4 separate regions of the Mus musculus genome follow, and regions 1, 2 and 3 are each linked to region 4. Evidence: chromatin contacts called from public Hi-C and Micro-C data. All regions are on one chromosome and are shown on one strand. The core of a region is the stretch at or near the end of the contact, and the rest is flanking DNA. Distances in the headings are between cores, read along the strand shown. Region 1 holds the start of Rps21 (ribosomal protein S21). Region 2 holds the start of Slco4a1 (solute carrier organic anion transporter family, member 4a1). Region 3 holds the start of Pcmtd2 (protein-L-isoaspartate (D-aspartate) O-methyltransferase domain containing 2). Region 4 holds the start of Ppdpf (pancreatic progenitor cell differentiation and proliferation factor).

The links. A called contact is a pair of places that touch in the nucleus more often than the background predicts.
Region 1: a Hi-C map of B cells shows a contact between it and region 4, with 8 read pairs. The contact joins the promoter of Rps21 here to the promoter of Ppdpf in region 4. A contact is called at or near these places in 1 of 39 promoter capture datasets (liver) and 2 of 484 Hi-C or Micro-C datasets (B cells and CD4 T cells).
Region 2: a contact with region 4 is called in a Micro-C map of embryonic stem cells, with 4 times the contacts expected there. The contact joins the promoter of Slco4a1 here to the promoter of Ppdpf in region 4. A contact is called at or near these places in 1 of 39 promoter capture datasets (embryonic stem cells), 1 of 484 Hi-C or Micro-C datasets (embryonic stem cells) and 1 of 115 datasets of contacts at active chromatin or transcription factors (pancreatic cancer cells).
Region 3: a Hi-C map of uterus shows a contact between it and region 4, with 4 times the contacts expected there. The contact joins the promoter of Pcmtd2 here to the promoter of Ppdpf in region 4. A contact is called at or near these places in 2 of 39 promoter capture datasets (embryonic stem cells and pre-B cells) and 1 of 484 Hi-C or Micro-C datasets (uterus).

What each region holds. Positions count from the first base shown.
Region 1 is chr2:180,255,620-180,258,875 of GRCm38.p6, reverse strand. Rps21 (ribosomal protein S21) reads right to left here and starts at 1,497. Exons shown (of 6, transcript NM_025587.2): 1 at 1,429-1,497; 2 at 1,193-1,255; 3 at 1,025-1,088; 4 at 819-890; 5 at 591-646; 6 at 432-498. The coding sequence starts at 1,242. The coding sequence ends at 489. Cables2 (CDK5 and Abl enzyme substrate 2) reads left to right here. Exons shown (of 10, transcript NM_145851.2): 10 at 1-337. Mir3091 (microRNA 3091) reads right to left here and starts at 1,340; the gene lies at 1,265-1,340.
Region 2 is chr2:180,454,837-180,457,749 of GRCm38.p6, reverse strand. Slco4a1 (solute carrier organic anion transporter family, member 4a1) reads right to left here and starts at 1,505. Exons shown (of 12, transcript NM_001355218.1): 1 at 1,377-1,505.
Region 3 is chr2:181,836,164-181,839,269 of GRCm38.p6, reverse strand. It overlaps Pcmtd2 (protein-L-isoaspartate (D-aspartate) O-methyltransferase domain containing 2), which reads right to left and starts at 1,416. Exons shown (of 7, transcript NM_153594.3): 1 at 1,286-1,416.
Region 4 is chr2:181,185,804-181,188,827 of GRCm38.p6, reverse strand. It overlaps Ppdpf (pancreatic progenitor cell differentiation and proliferation factor), which reads right to left and starts at 1,581. Exons shown (of 5, transcript NM_001356427.1): 1 at 1,374-1,581; 2 at 1,092-1,163; 3 at 942-1,019; 4 at 728-824; 5 at 324-646. The coding sequence starts at 1,146. The coding sequence ends at 529.

The DNA.
Region 1 (3,256 bases), core at 248-2,747, 930 kb after region 4:
GATGTAGTAAGGTGTATTCATTTTACCAAGCTGGTCTGCTGTTAGTCCTTCCTAAGCTTCGCTAAGAGCTGCTGGTTTGTGGTATTGAGCACTGTTAAAGCCAACCCTTAAACCAAACACGGGCTAAACAGAGTCCTATAGACTGAGTCCAGAAATCTGAGGTATATCCATGGTGTCCAGCTGGACTGTGACCCAATGCCACAGACCTGGTGCTGCACCCGCAGCGCTCAACAGGACACAGCTGTGTCAGACCTCAGAATGTGGTGTATGTCCAGTAGGTTATGAATGGAAGGTGTTAAAATGTTTTTGTTAAAGTAAAACTGGTTTTTGCAACATACTTCCTTGCTTGTCTCCTTTCAGGTAAGTGTGCGGCCCTTTTCTGGTCACAATAAAAACACCAGCCCTACATAGTAAAAACAGCAAAAGCAGACTTAACTGTCACAGGTACTTAAAACTTTTATTTGTAACAAATTCCCGATTTCTTCTGCTCAAAAGTTCCTAACAAAGGGGAAAAAGTAGTATTAAAAGCTGTATCTCTTGGGAAGTCCCAAGCCACTCAACCCCAATGTGAGATTGTCCCCCACACTTACTTTGAGACAATTCCATCAGCCTTAGCCAATCGGAGAATAGAATCATCTGACTCGCCCTTTAAAATTAAAAATAAATACCTGAGTATCCACACAGAGCTGGCTCCCTGCTTAGCAGGCAGAGCATGCACTATTAAGCCCAAAACCATTCCCACAGGAAGAAAAGGACACCACCATCAGAGCTCAGATGTCACATGAACAGTACAAGGCAGACCAGGTGGTAGAACTCACCATCCTGCGAATGGCCCCGCAGATGCCATAGGTTTTAAACTGGCCATTAAACCGGCCTGTGGTCCTATCAACCTGGGTTAAAAAAAAAAAAAAAGAGGTTGGAAGATTCGACCTCACCCCGATGTTAGTAAACACACCAAGAGCCAGGCTGAGGCCTGAGGGCCTCGTAATTCCTTCCCTCAGGAACCGTCAGGTTCCCAGCTCACCTCGGCCACGTTCATCTGGATGGACGCGTGGTCCTTGGCAGCAATGATGCGGTTGCTTGCGGAGCTGGGTAAAGAGATGCACAGTGCGTTTAATAGGTCGCAAAAGAACAGTGGATGAATGGGAGCGGGGAAAGCGGGCGCGAGAATGACGGGCCCGCAGATGCTCACCATTTCCGCGGCACGTACAGGTCCACAAACTCGCCGGCGTCGTTCTGCATCCTGAGGCCGTCCCTGCAGAGTTACCACGCAGGTCTTGAGACTGGTCAGGCCCGCACTCCGAGTCTGCGGGCCCAACCAGACCCATGGCCCGCAAGCACTCTCGGCCATGTGACCGCGACCTCCCCAACTGCGCCCAGCCCGGCCCAGCCCGGCCCCGCTCGCACACAGCCCGCACCGAGGCCTACCTGCTCACTTGTCCAGCGAGAGCGCAGAAAGGAAGTAGCTCGTGCCTCCGCAGCACTATTGGGCAGGAGGGCGGGTCCTCGGTAAGTGCTTCCGGGTCAGGGTACTCGTATCCACCATACCGGAGGCCTGTTTGTGTGTTTTAACTTCCGCTTCCGGTGCAAAGAAAGCCTGGCTCTTTCCGCACAAAGCACAGGCATCGGTCCCTGTCTCCGCCTCCAGCCAAGACATGCCTTCTTCCTCAGGCCCCGCCTCCATTGCGGAGTCCAGCCCCTCCGTCCTCCGCTGGAGAGGTTGGACTTGGCTTGTCTTCCAGCCGCCCTCGAGGCTAGCTTGTCAGAGGGAGCCCAGCCGCTGCTGGATCCCTGACTCCACCGACCTGAGGCGCCGCCAGAGCCTGGGAGGGGAACGAGCGTGGCGGAGGGAGGCGGGAACGGGAAGACCAATCCTCCGAAGAGGAAACTGAGGTTGGATCAAATGAGCTGGACCGCTGGCTTTCCGCTGCACATTCATTCTCTTCAAGAACCCCCTACTCACCCTGCGTCCTTGCCATCCTGCCCCTCCTCGCCCCAGGCCCTGCCCTACTCCTCTGGCTCCAGCCGCCACCCGGTCCACACGCCTAGGGAAGTGAGTCTGGCCTGAGAGTGCACGCCTTTAATCTCAGCATTCGGGATGCCGAGGCAGGTGGATTATCTATTTGAGGCCACTCTGGACTACACTGAGTTCCCGTCTCGAAAAAGGAAAGTTCCCAGACCACAGTCACCATAATGCTCAGTAAGCCTCTTTGTTTACGAGGTCAGAGAGCAGCCCGGACACAAGACTGCCCACGCTGTTGACGACTCTCCTGAGATTACATTTCTCCGTGAGTGAATCCACTGCTCACTCATCTGTAGAACTTTATGCCTGATATCTCTCTGGGACTGGAGCTGCAGTCTGGAGCTGGGACATACACCCAGTTACATGGTCTTGGGGAGAACCTCCCTGCCATGTGCACACTGACTGGTGATCACCTTCCAAGACTGTCTGTCACGGGGTCTGGTGAAACCGAGGCTACACTTTCCTCCTCACACCTGGAAACCAGTAGTCATGTATGCATTAAGAGTTCCCGCGCAGGGCGTGGTGGCGCACGCCTTTAATCCCAGCACTCGGGAGGCAGAGGCAGGCAGATTTCTGAGTTCCAGGCCAGCCTGGTCTACACAGTGAGCTCCAGGACAGCCAGGGCTACACAGAGAAACCCTGTTTTGAAAAAAATAATAAATTCCCGCGCAGCAGGGGTTATCTTTCAGATTAGGCACAGACACCTTACCCAAGCACCTGTTTTCACAGAGAGCTCCTTTAAATGGGGGTGGGGAAGAGGAGTTAAAGTGGCTGTTTTCTACTTGGTCAGAAAAACACAAGCAAATGACCTTGCAGGTGTAACTTTTAATAAGAGAAAAGGGGGGTTCCATGCTAGACCGGGCTGCACAGTGGTGTATTTTGATTGGATAGGACTTTTAATAGCTGGACTTTGGTAGTCAGCCTCACGAGGAGGAAGTGACCATATAAGGGAGTAGAGTTTGGTGGCTAACTTTAAGAATGGAATCTATCGTGGTTTTTTTTTTTTTTTTTTTTTTTTTTTTTTAAGCAAGGCAAAAGGAATGGGCTAGAAGGGCAAGGCTAGCTGGGCGTGGTGGCGCACGCCTTTAATCCCAGCACTCGGGAGGCAGAGGCAGGCGGACAGCCTGCCTGAGTTCGAGGACAGCCTGGTCTACACAGTGAGTTCCAGGACAGCCAGGGCTATACAGAGAAACCCTGTCTCGAAAAACCAAAAAAGAAAAAGAAAAAAGAAAA
Region 2 (2,913 bases), core at 256-2,755, 730 kb after region 4:
TTCCTAGTGGGCAGGCAAGGCAAGTCTTGCACCTCATCACAGCCAACAGGTAGGTACCTTTGGCCACCAGCATAGTCCTGTCCTGGTAACTGCTGGTTCTCTGACCTGGCTTTCCTCTCTTCTTGAAGAGAGAATGGCTGGCAAATGATACAAACCTCCGGTCTCCCCTGTGTCATTTCTAGGCAAGCCAAACATCCCGGTGCCCCAGGCTGCTCCTCTGTGCAAGGGGACTTTAAAATGCTGCCTGGGACTGCTCTTATCCAAAGCCCTCTCCAAGCCAGCAAATGCCAGGCTCAGCAAACAGCGCCTGCTGTCCCCATTACCACAGCTAAGATTTATAAATAATTCGGCTAAACACCAGGTGTTCTCTTCCCTGCCGTCCACCTGCCCCAAGCTGCTTTAACAACAGCTGACTAGACAGCTACCTTGGTTTACTAAACTACAAAACAAAACAAAACAAAACAAACAAACAAACAAAAAACACTGCCCTGAAGTTGGGATAGTTCCATCACAAATGGGCAGTTTCAACACCTTGGGACAGAAACACCCCAAGGCCATGTCTGGGGGAGGCCAGCAATCCTCATCACGCTAAACTCAAGCCACTGCGCCTGGGGCCCCAAGCTATAAGGTGCGACTATGTGTCTCTATCTCATTTTTCCTACAGATGCTCACCTCTCCTGTGAAGGAGGTACCCTGCCTTGAGTTCCCGGGTTTGGAGCTAAGCGTGCCAATCAGGCAGCAAAGCGACCCGAACTCTCGTTGGCGTACACACGCGTCCGGGGGCATCGGAGAGCTGCGTGAAGGTACCGGGCCTCAGGGACCCGGGCATCCGCGCTCCTCGTAGGGACAAAGCCCGCCACTAGTGAGCAACTTCCGTGCTCCACGTTTCCCTCGGTCTTAGCAACAACCACCACAGCCACTGGATCTGTCGCTGAACAGACCCGCAGAGGCTCGCACCTGCGTATACTAGCAAACCTTTAACCTGGGCCGACAGCTCTAGCGGTCCCCCCCCCCCCCTCACGCTTTCCTGCGCCCCAAGTCCACTCCCATCTTCCCTCTCGCTCTAGCGCAGCGGCTCTGCCTTCCCCCACCCCACTGCAGACTTGCAGCTTCCCTCATGTGCAGTGAGAAGGGGTGAATTCTGCATCCGGCTCCCTTGAGCCCACTCTGTCCCCGCATTGGTTCCCCGGGATGTGTCTTCAGACAACGCACCCGGGGCTCCGCCGCGCTTTAGTCCAGCCTCCGCAAACACCTGCCGCGCTCCTGACGTCAGCAGGTCGGAGTCTGGCATACCTAGGAGGCATCTAGTACGGAGCCAGACCCTGTCCCCATCCTGGTCCGAGACCTCAAAGCAGTCCAGATCCCAGAGCACTCACCTTCCCACGAACCCGGCTGCCGCGCTGCGCCCTGCGCTCTGGACTACGCGCGCAGCCCACTCCCGCTTCATTCATCGCCCAAGCCGCTCCCGCAGGGATGGGGGTAGTGGCCTCACCACCGCCACCAATGGCAGCGAGGCTCGGGCGGGCCGGGGCCAGAGGTGACAGTAGCGAGGGCGCGCCGGGGCGGGGCCGAGCGGAGGGGCGGAACTTGGGCGGGTCAGGGACAGCACAGAGAGCGGGACTTAGCTAGTGCTTTGCACGCGGTGATTTCTTTCTGTTGGGGGACACTCTGGAGGTTGCAGGCTAGGAAAATATGGCTCAAGTCTCACTGCGTCGTAGATGCCACCTGCTCAAGCGTGGAACCGAGGCGTTGGAGGGCGCGAGTAGCGATCCCCTCAGGCGTGGGGTACAGCTCCAGCCCGGCAAAGGGATCTCTCCACTCTCTGCTCAGGTCAACCAGTGAGTTCAGTGCAACGGGGCGCTGGGCCAAACCACACCCTCACCGGAGGAGCCCACAGGGTTCCAGTTCCGGGTACTCTTGACCTGAGATGGAGAGAGAATATACCAGTCACCTTCAAATTGAGGCGTTCTCTGCTGTGCGACCTTGAACATATTTCTGAACCCCTCTGGGCCAGTTTTCGCATCTGTAAAACTAAGATAATTAGCCATACGAGTGTGATGGCTACTGCTTGTAAGCCTGTGGGTATTCGGAAGGCTGGGGCAGAAGAAGGGTCCCACTTTCATAGTTCTAGGCCAGCCTGGGCTACAAAAGAAACCCAGTCTCAGAAAATCAAGCAAACAACCTTTTTTATTTTTTATTTTTCTTTTTTTTTTTAATTTTATGATTCCAACACATCACTGAAGGAAATGGAAAACAGTAGCTGGTCTGAATTTAGCCAAGTAACAGCCGACAGCCACTAGCCATTAACATCATACCACTGACAATCAACAGCCGATGGCAGAAACTCTCCATATATGTCTCCCTTTGGGGTGTATTACATTTAATTGAAAATACATGTGAGCCAGGTGTGGCGATGTTCACCGATAATCCTATACATACATGGGGCTGATGCAGGAGAATCTTTAGTGGGAGAGCCACACTGGGCTACCTAATAAAATCCTGTCTGGATTTAAAAATAAAAATAAAACAAAACAAAACCAAGAACAACAACCAAAGCAAAACAATAGAAACAAAATAACCTTCCCCAACTCTCCAAGGCATCCAGAGTTTATAATCTGGACAGGGGAAGTAAAGGCAGAAGGAATCAGAGTCTGTGATCAGCTTGGGCTACACAAAAGTAAAGTTAGTGTGGACCCTGCTGTCAGCTCATGAGGACATCACTAGTCACAGGGTGCCTGGGGACAGACCCTCCATGCAGCCTCGGGAGCTAAGGCAGGGCTCTTCCTTTATGTCTAGAGAAGAGACTGGCTGCTGAGCTTAGTTCTTCCAGCCTGACTTGTTATTTATCAGCATGTCTTCCCGGAGTGGGTGTGGCCGGAACCTACTCATGTTCTATCCTGGGAACCTCTGGTG
Region 3 (3,106 bases), core at 167-2,666, 650 kb before region 4:
CACAAGAATGCAGTGCAGTAGATTCCAACTGAAAGCAAAGAACTATTTTTTAGGAGATTGTCCTTCCTTTACTACCCTACGATACACACTTTGCTACTTGCTGTAATGCTTATTACAGTTCCCATTCAGAACTGATTAGCACAGGCCAACAGAAGAAAAGGGCATAGGAAAAAAACTGAGCAGCACAGGACCCCAAGTGGACAACAACAACACAAGTGAAGCTGGACTAAAGAACCCTGTTTCATATCTATACTGCGTTTGAAAAAACTGCGACAGCTGGCCCACAGTCAAGTGGATGTCACTTTCTTAGGGGATACCTTGCTAGGAACATGTATTCTAAACCATCATCCTGCCAGCAGAACGAGGAAAATAGCCAAGGCTTCTTGTCTTGAAAACCAGAACTCTTGGAGGGTGTGCCTCAAATGCATATCACTTGTGGTCTGCATCTGAATGAAAGCTGACCAGTAGTATGTACTGACTAGGGACAATTCCTACTGTTTCGTGCGTGGAAAAGCTTTGGGACTAACCGAAATTAAAAAAAAAAAGAAAAGAAAAGAAAAAAAGAAAAATGAGTCCCTTCTCCCAAGTCTCCCAGCAAGGTCTCAGAGGAGGATGGAGAAAAGCCAGGGCAAAAGGAGAGACCAAATGCCACCACCTCAAGAGGGCCCACTTCAATTCCCTTTATATATAATCAGTGCTGAGCCTCTTAAATACCTCGTTCTAGAGACAACCTACCAGACGTAATGGAGCCCACTTTAGCAATGTCTTCAATAAGAACAGAGAACAACAGTGCAGGGCCCAAGAGAGCAGAGGGCAGATACTCAAGATGACGGAGTTGATGGCAGAGGCACAGGCCTAATAAAGAAACAAAGGGTCCAGGCCCCAGGGGTTCTCTCCAGCTACTTTAGATCTTTCCCCAAAGGGGTCTTTTTTTTCTCCTCTGTAGGATACTCTGCCTTCTTCCCAATATCCACCCTAGGTATAATTTGTTTCAATCATGGTCAATGCCCGACTTGCCCTTGAGCTAATTGCAAACATTTCCTACTTAATTAGAAATAGGTTGTAGAACTAGAGCAATCAGATCCCAGAATTAGCAACAGGCGGGGGGTGGGGGGGCACGCTGGAGGGGAGGGAGGTGCTGGGCAGGGAGATGGGGGGGCGGGGGTGACAGGCGCTGGGGTTCGAAACTCTCGGAGATGGTAAGATACACGGACGCTGGGGAACGGGTAACCAGAGCTGGAGAAGGGATATGGAGGGAAGGGCCGAGGGGCAGAGACGGCTCTACCTCGGCGCTCAGCAGCCCCCGTATTGAGTCTCGGAGAGCAGTTCTTCAGACGCTTCTGTCGCTTCGGACGGACCTCAGCCGCTGTAAACATCCGCTGCTACCTCTGCGCGTGCGCGGGCTCTACCTGAACTGAGCATGTGCGGTTGGAGGACACTCTTAAAGGGGCAACGGCACAGCCCACGAGCCTGCCACTTTCCACCCACTGGTTTGAGTTAAGTGTGTCCCTGCCTGATTGGTCAGTCACTAGGTGGTCTCCGAGCATATCCCGGCCTAATGATATGAGAAGATGCTGGCGTGTCGACGGGAGAAGGGCATTTTGCCTGCTTATGTCCACTCAAGGACAAAGCCCCCACAGTAGAAAAGGCAGGAGTTAAGAAACAAGAGTGATAGATTGGGTCCACTCTCCTGCAGGAGTTACAACACAAATGACTGCCGGCCCTGACCCTGCCAGGCTACCTGGTCCAGGGGATGGCCATCTGCACACTTGAACCTTGAACCAGCAGTTCTGGCCACTTCTAAGAAACCTACAAAATAGACCAAAGTCTAAGTGATCTTTAGGGCTACCTTTCAAGATTGTTCTGAGTTTTTGTTCTATTTCATTGGGATTGCACATCTCCTCTATACTGCTTGGAGGGTACATGTTGAAGGAAGTAGTGTCAAGAAGGAAGGAGTCTGGACGCCTGAGTCAATAGCTGTAAGAAAGTCACTCAACCTGCAGTTGATTGTGGTACGAATGAGGAGAAAATGATTCTACTATTTTTTAAAGTTTGCGTGGGAAGGCTAAAGACCCGAACTAGATAACACAATATTGATCAAAAACAAAACAAAACAAAAGTATAGGCCTAACAACATCTGATTTCATGACTTACTATTAAAATTACAGTAATCAAGAGTCATATGGGGGAAATAAATTGATGCTATCAAATACAAAACTTAGGTTAGAGCTATACAAATATAGTAAACTCACCTTTGATAAGAGAACAAATACAATTCAATGGAGGAGTGCTGGTCTTTTCAACAAAAGATGCTGGAATAATTAGACATCCACGTGTAAAAATAATAGAGACATAGCTCTTCCAAATTTGATTTCCAGTACCCAAGACACTTGGCCTTTGCAGGCACTCAGGCATGTGCACACACACACACACACACACACACACACACACACACTTAAAGGTAAAATATATCTTTTTAACACTGGCATCATTTCTCTGTAAAATATACTGTCAGAAGAATAAAAAGGTAAGACATAGACTGAAAAACAATATTCCCAAAACACATATCTGATAAAGGATTTCTAAAAATCCTTAAAACTCAACAATAAGAAAATAAACAGCACAAATAGAAACGGGAAAAAGCTATGAACATATGACTCAGCAAAGGAAATATACAGATGGCAAATGAGCATATGAACATATCAACATAATTTGTCATTAGGTGATGCAGATTTATAAAACAATGAGATATCAATACACACCTATTAGAATAGCCAAAATTTATAAAATCTATAATTCACCAAATACTGGTGAGGATGTAGAGCAACAGCAGCACATCACTTTCATTGCTGGTGGGAATGAGCAATAATAAAGATACTCTGGAAAATAGTTTGTCAGTTTGCTACTGAACTAAGCAACGTCTTAGAAGATGTGACAGCAAACAAGTGTAATGCCAGCACTTAGTGGTGGAGGAAGAAGGACCAGGAGATTAAGGTCATACTTTGGCAGTGTAATAGGTTCAAGACTAGCCAGGGCTGTACAAAACTATTCCAACATACATAAAACTTTTTAAAAAATCACCATTTGAATTCCTAGATATTTACCA
Region 4 (3,024 bases), core at 332-2,831:
TTCCTGTGTTTGTAACCCTCTTTCAGTCTGAGCTAGTATCCCCAACCTTGGGGAACCAGCCGTGCAGCAAGTAGTGGGGAGGGCCTGACCCAAGATCACCCACCAGGTTCCTGTGTAGGAACTGAGAGCTCCCAAACTCAGCCAGAGGCCCAGCTTCCCCTGGACTGTCTACCTGGGGCCAGGCCCACTTGAGAGGGTATCTCACCAGATGCAGGGGTATCACTGGGAAGGGTCTCAAGGAGCTGTCAGGAAAGCCTGGGAGCAGTATAGCATCCAGCAGGAAGCAAGGCTGGATTCAGTAATGTTTCAAACATACCAGGGGAGGGTGGCTGCTGTGAGTTTATTTTCTGCTTTGTGCCAAGACACAGTTATGGGGTCAGGAAAGTTCAGTGCTGTGAACCAAGAGGGGGCTCTCTCCAGCTTCTACTGGTTTCTCTTGTTCAGCCTTCCTAGTTTACAGGGAGGGTCGAGAGGGTAGGCACTGGCCTAGCACCACTTCAGCTTGGGCAGGCTGCAGATTCTGATAGGTCAGGAAAGGTCCCTGGGGTTGGTCTGGCCAGAATGGATGACTGGCTGCTGCTTCATGGTTTCAGGAGTCAGGCCACAGGTCATCGGGCTTCTGGAGACCTGGGGGGATTCTGCCGAGCTGTAAGGAGAGCATAGGTCACTGGGTCGGCATTTGCTTTAATTGGGGCCACCCCCACAACCACATGGAAGATGGACTCACCGCTCAGGAGACTCCAACACTGTAGTCATGAACGGGAGTGTGGATTTCCCGAAAAAGAAGCTGGCCCACCAGTGGCCCGGGTCGGCTTTGGGAAGACCTGAGGAGCAAAGGAGGGTCACGATGGGGTCAAGTCCTTCTCCACGCTACCCATCCCCCACCCCACTCCGCCTTAGGACGTGAACTCTGCCCTTCCGCTGGCTGGTTCTGCACTTACCCGGGGACTGGAGCACGGCGTCCCCAGGGTACTCGGCACTTCCGCCGGAGCTGCTGCTGGACGAGGAGCCCAGGCGTCCTGGGAAGGGGAGGCGGGTCAGCCACAGGGCCCTGGGCCAGCCCTGGGCGGGGCTGGCGAGGGGCTACTTACGCCGATAGTAGTCATGGGTAGCCACGAGCGAGCCGCTGGAAGGGATGGCTGCCATGCTTCAGGACCGAGGCGCTGCGGAGACGAGAGCAGAATGTGGGCCCTGGTCACCGCACACCGGAGGGTTCCCCGAGTCTCCCGGGTCCTGACAGTGCCAGGTTTCCAAGCGGCTCCAACCAGCCCGGTCCGGCTGCGTGGTGAGACAAAGGGGCTTTGTCTGCTCCTGGCCCCAAGAAGACGCGCCTCCCCCACCCCACCGCCGGCTGCCTTCGTCACTGCCCTCACCTCGGCGGAGAACCCCTTCCTTGCAGGCTTCGTTTTTAGGCCACCAGGGCGCTAGGCCGCGGAGCCCATTTGCAAAGATAACCCACGAAACACCACTTTAGGACCCACGCGCGCTATGCGCACGCGCGTACTTAGTAGCTTTCCTGCACCGCAAAAGACGCACCACTGGGAGGCGGGGCGCGCGTCAAAGCCCCTCCCGCTTCACAGCGGGCCCACCCATGAGACTTTTGAGCTCCCCTGATAGACCAGAAGTAGCACGAAGTGGTCCCGCCCTTCCCTATTAGACTCCACCCCGAGCGGAGCAAGAATCCACCCTACCTTCTGCAATGCTAGGTTCTGCAAAGTTCCACATTGGCCCTAACCTCCTTGATCAAACATCTGTGGTTTCGCTCCAGTCGAAACCAGCTCTGCTGCTTTTTTCCTGCCTGGTTCGGACTCGAACCCGGATAGAAGAGGTTAAAGAATCTCATGTGCCCCTCAGTCTGTGCCACCCTCTCGGATGTGGTCTCATGTAGTACAGCCTGTTTGGTGTTCTTGTTCCCTTTACTTGGGGCTGCCCGCTGCTTTCGCTGGTCCCCGCAGGCTTTATTTTCCACGTACCTCACTCCGACCCTTGACTGAGTGGATCTGTTTAACATAAGTAAGCACAAGCTGTTGCCGCGCACCTCCCTACCATCGCAATCTCTGTTTTCTGGGCTCACTGGATGGTGCCTGGAGCCCCCAAGCGGTCCTGTAGGGAATAGCCTGCCCTTGGTAAGCTGAGGAGCTGTCTGTCTTTCAAGTCCTGACTCGCATTGTTGTTCATCATTCCCAACCTGTGTTCTGTTTGGAGAGGAGTGATGGAAGACAGACGAAGCCTTGGGGTCAGAGAGAGCTCTAACAGAGACAGTCTCTAGTAGCTTCCATTGTTGGTCGGAGACTCATGTTTGGGGGGAATCAAGTTAGGGCTGGCCAGCATGCCCTGCCCACCCTTCCCTTCCTCAGCAGCCTGTGTTCTGTCAGACCGAGAGGATCATGAGCCAGCTTCGTGCAGCATGCTTCTCCTATAACCAAAGATGCTGGACTTCATTGGAGGCTCAGGGAGAACCGACTAGGCTGAGGCTAGTAGGATCCCAGGAGGAGGCTCTTGTGTCGCCGAAGTCTCAAGGCTGCTTGGCTGGGACCCTTTGCTTGGATTTGTTGAGACCTACTCTGTGCAAGCATTGATCCAGGCTCGGGAAAACCAGACAAGAAATGGTCCAGTAGGGGTGCTGGTTTAGAGATCATAAAGGAGATGGGTAAGGTGTAATGAAAAAGAGGTGGGGGCAGTTGACATGACAGCAGTACAAGTGAGTAAGGCCACTGATAAGGACCGTCCTGGTGACACCAGGAGGGTGAGACTTCTGTCTTCATAGTGTTATGTACTTCAGATTCTATGACTTACCCTGAACTGTCCTGGTCAAGTACATGGGCATCTCCAGTGGTTATTAGCTATTTCCTGTAGTGAAAATTCCCTCTGAAAAGAAAGTAAAGGATATATGCCTAGTTCTATTGCATCTTCTTATGCCTGCTCTTTTCTGAAGGGAAAGAGAGGAACAATGGATCTGGGGAAGATGGGAGATGGGCAAGGTCAGGGAGAAGGAGAAAGGGAGGCTGCTGTGGGGATGTATTG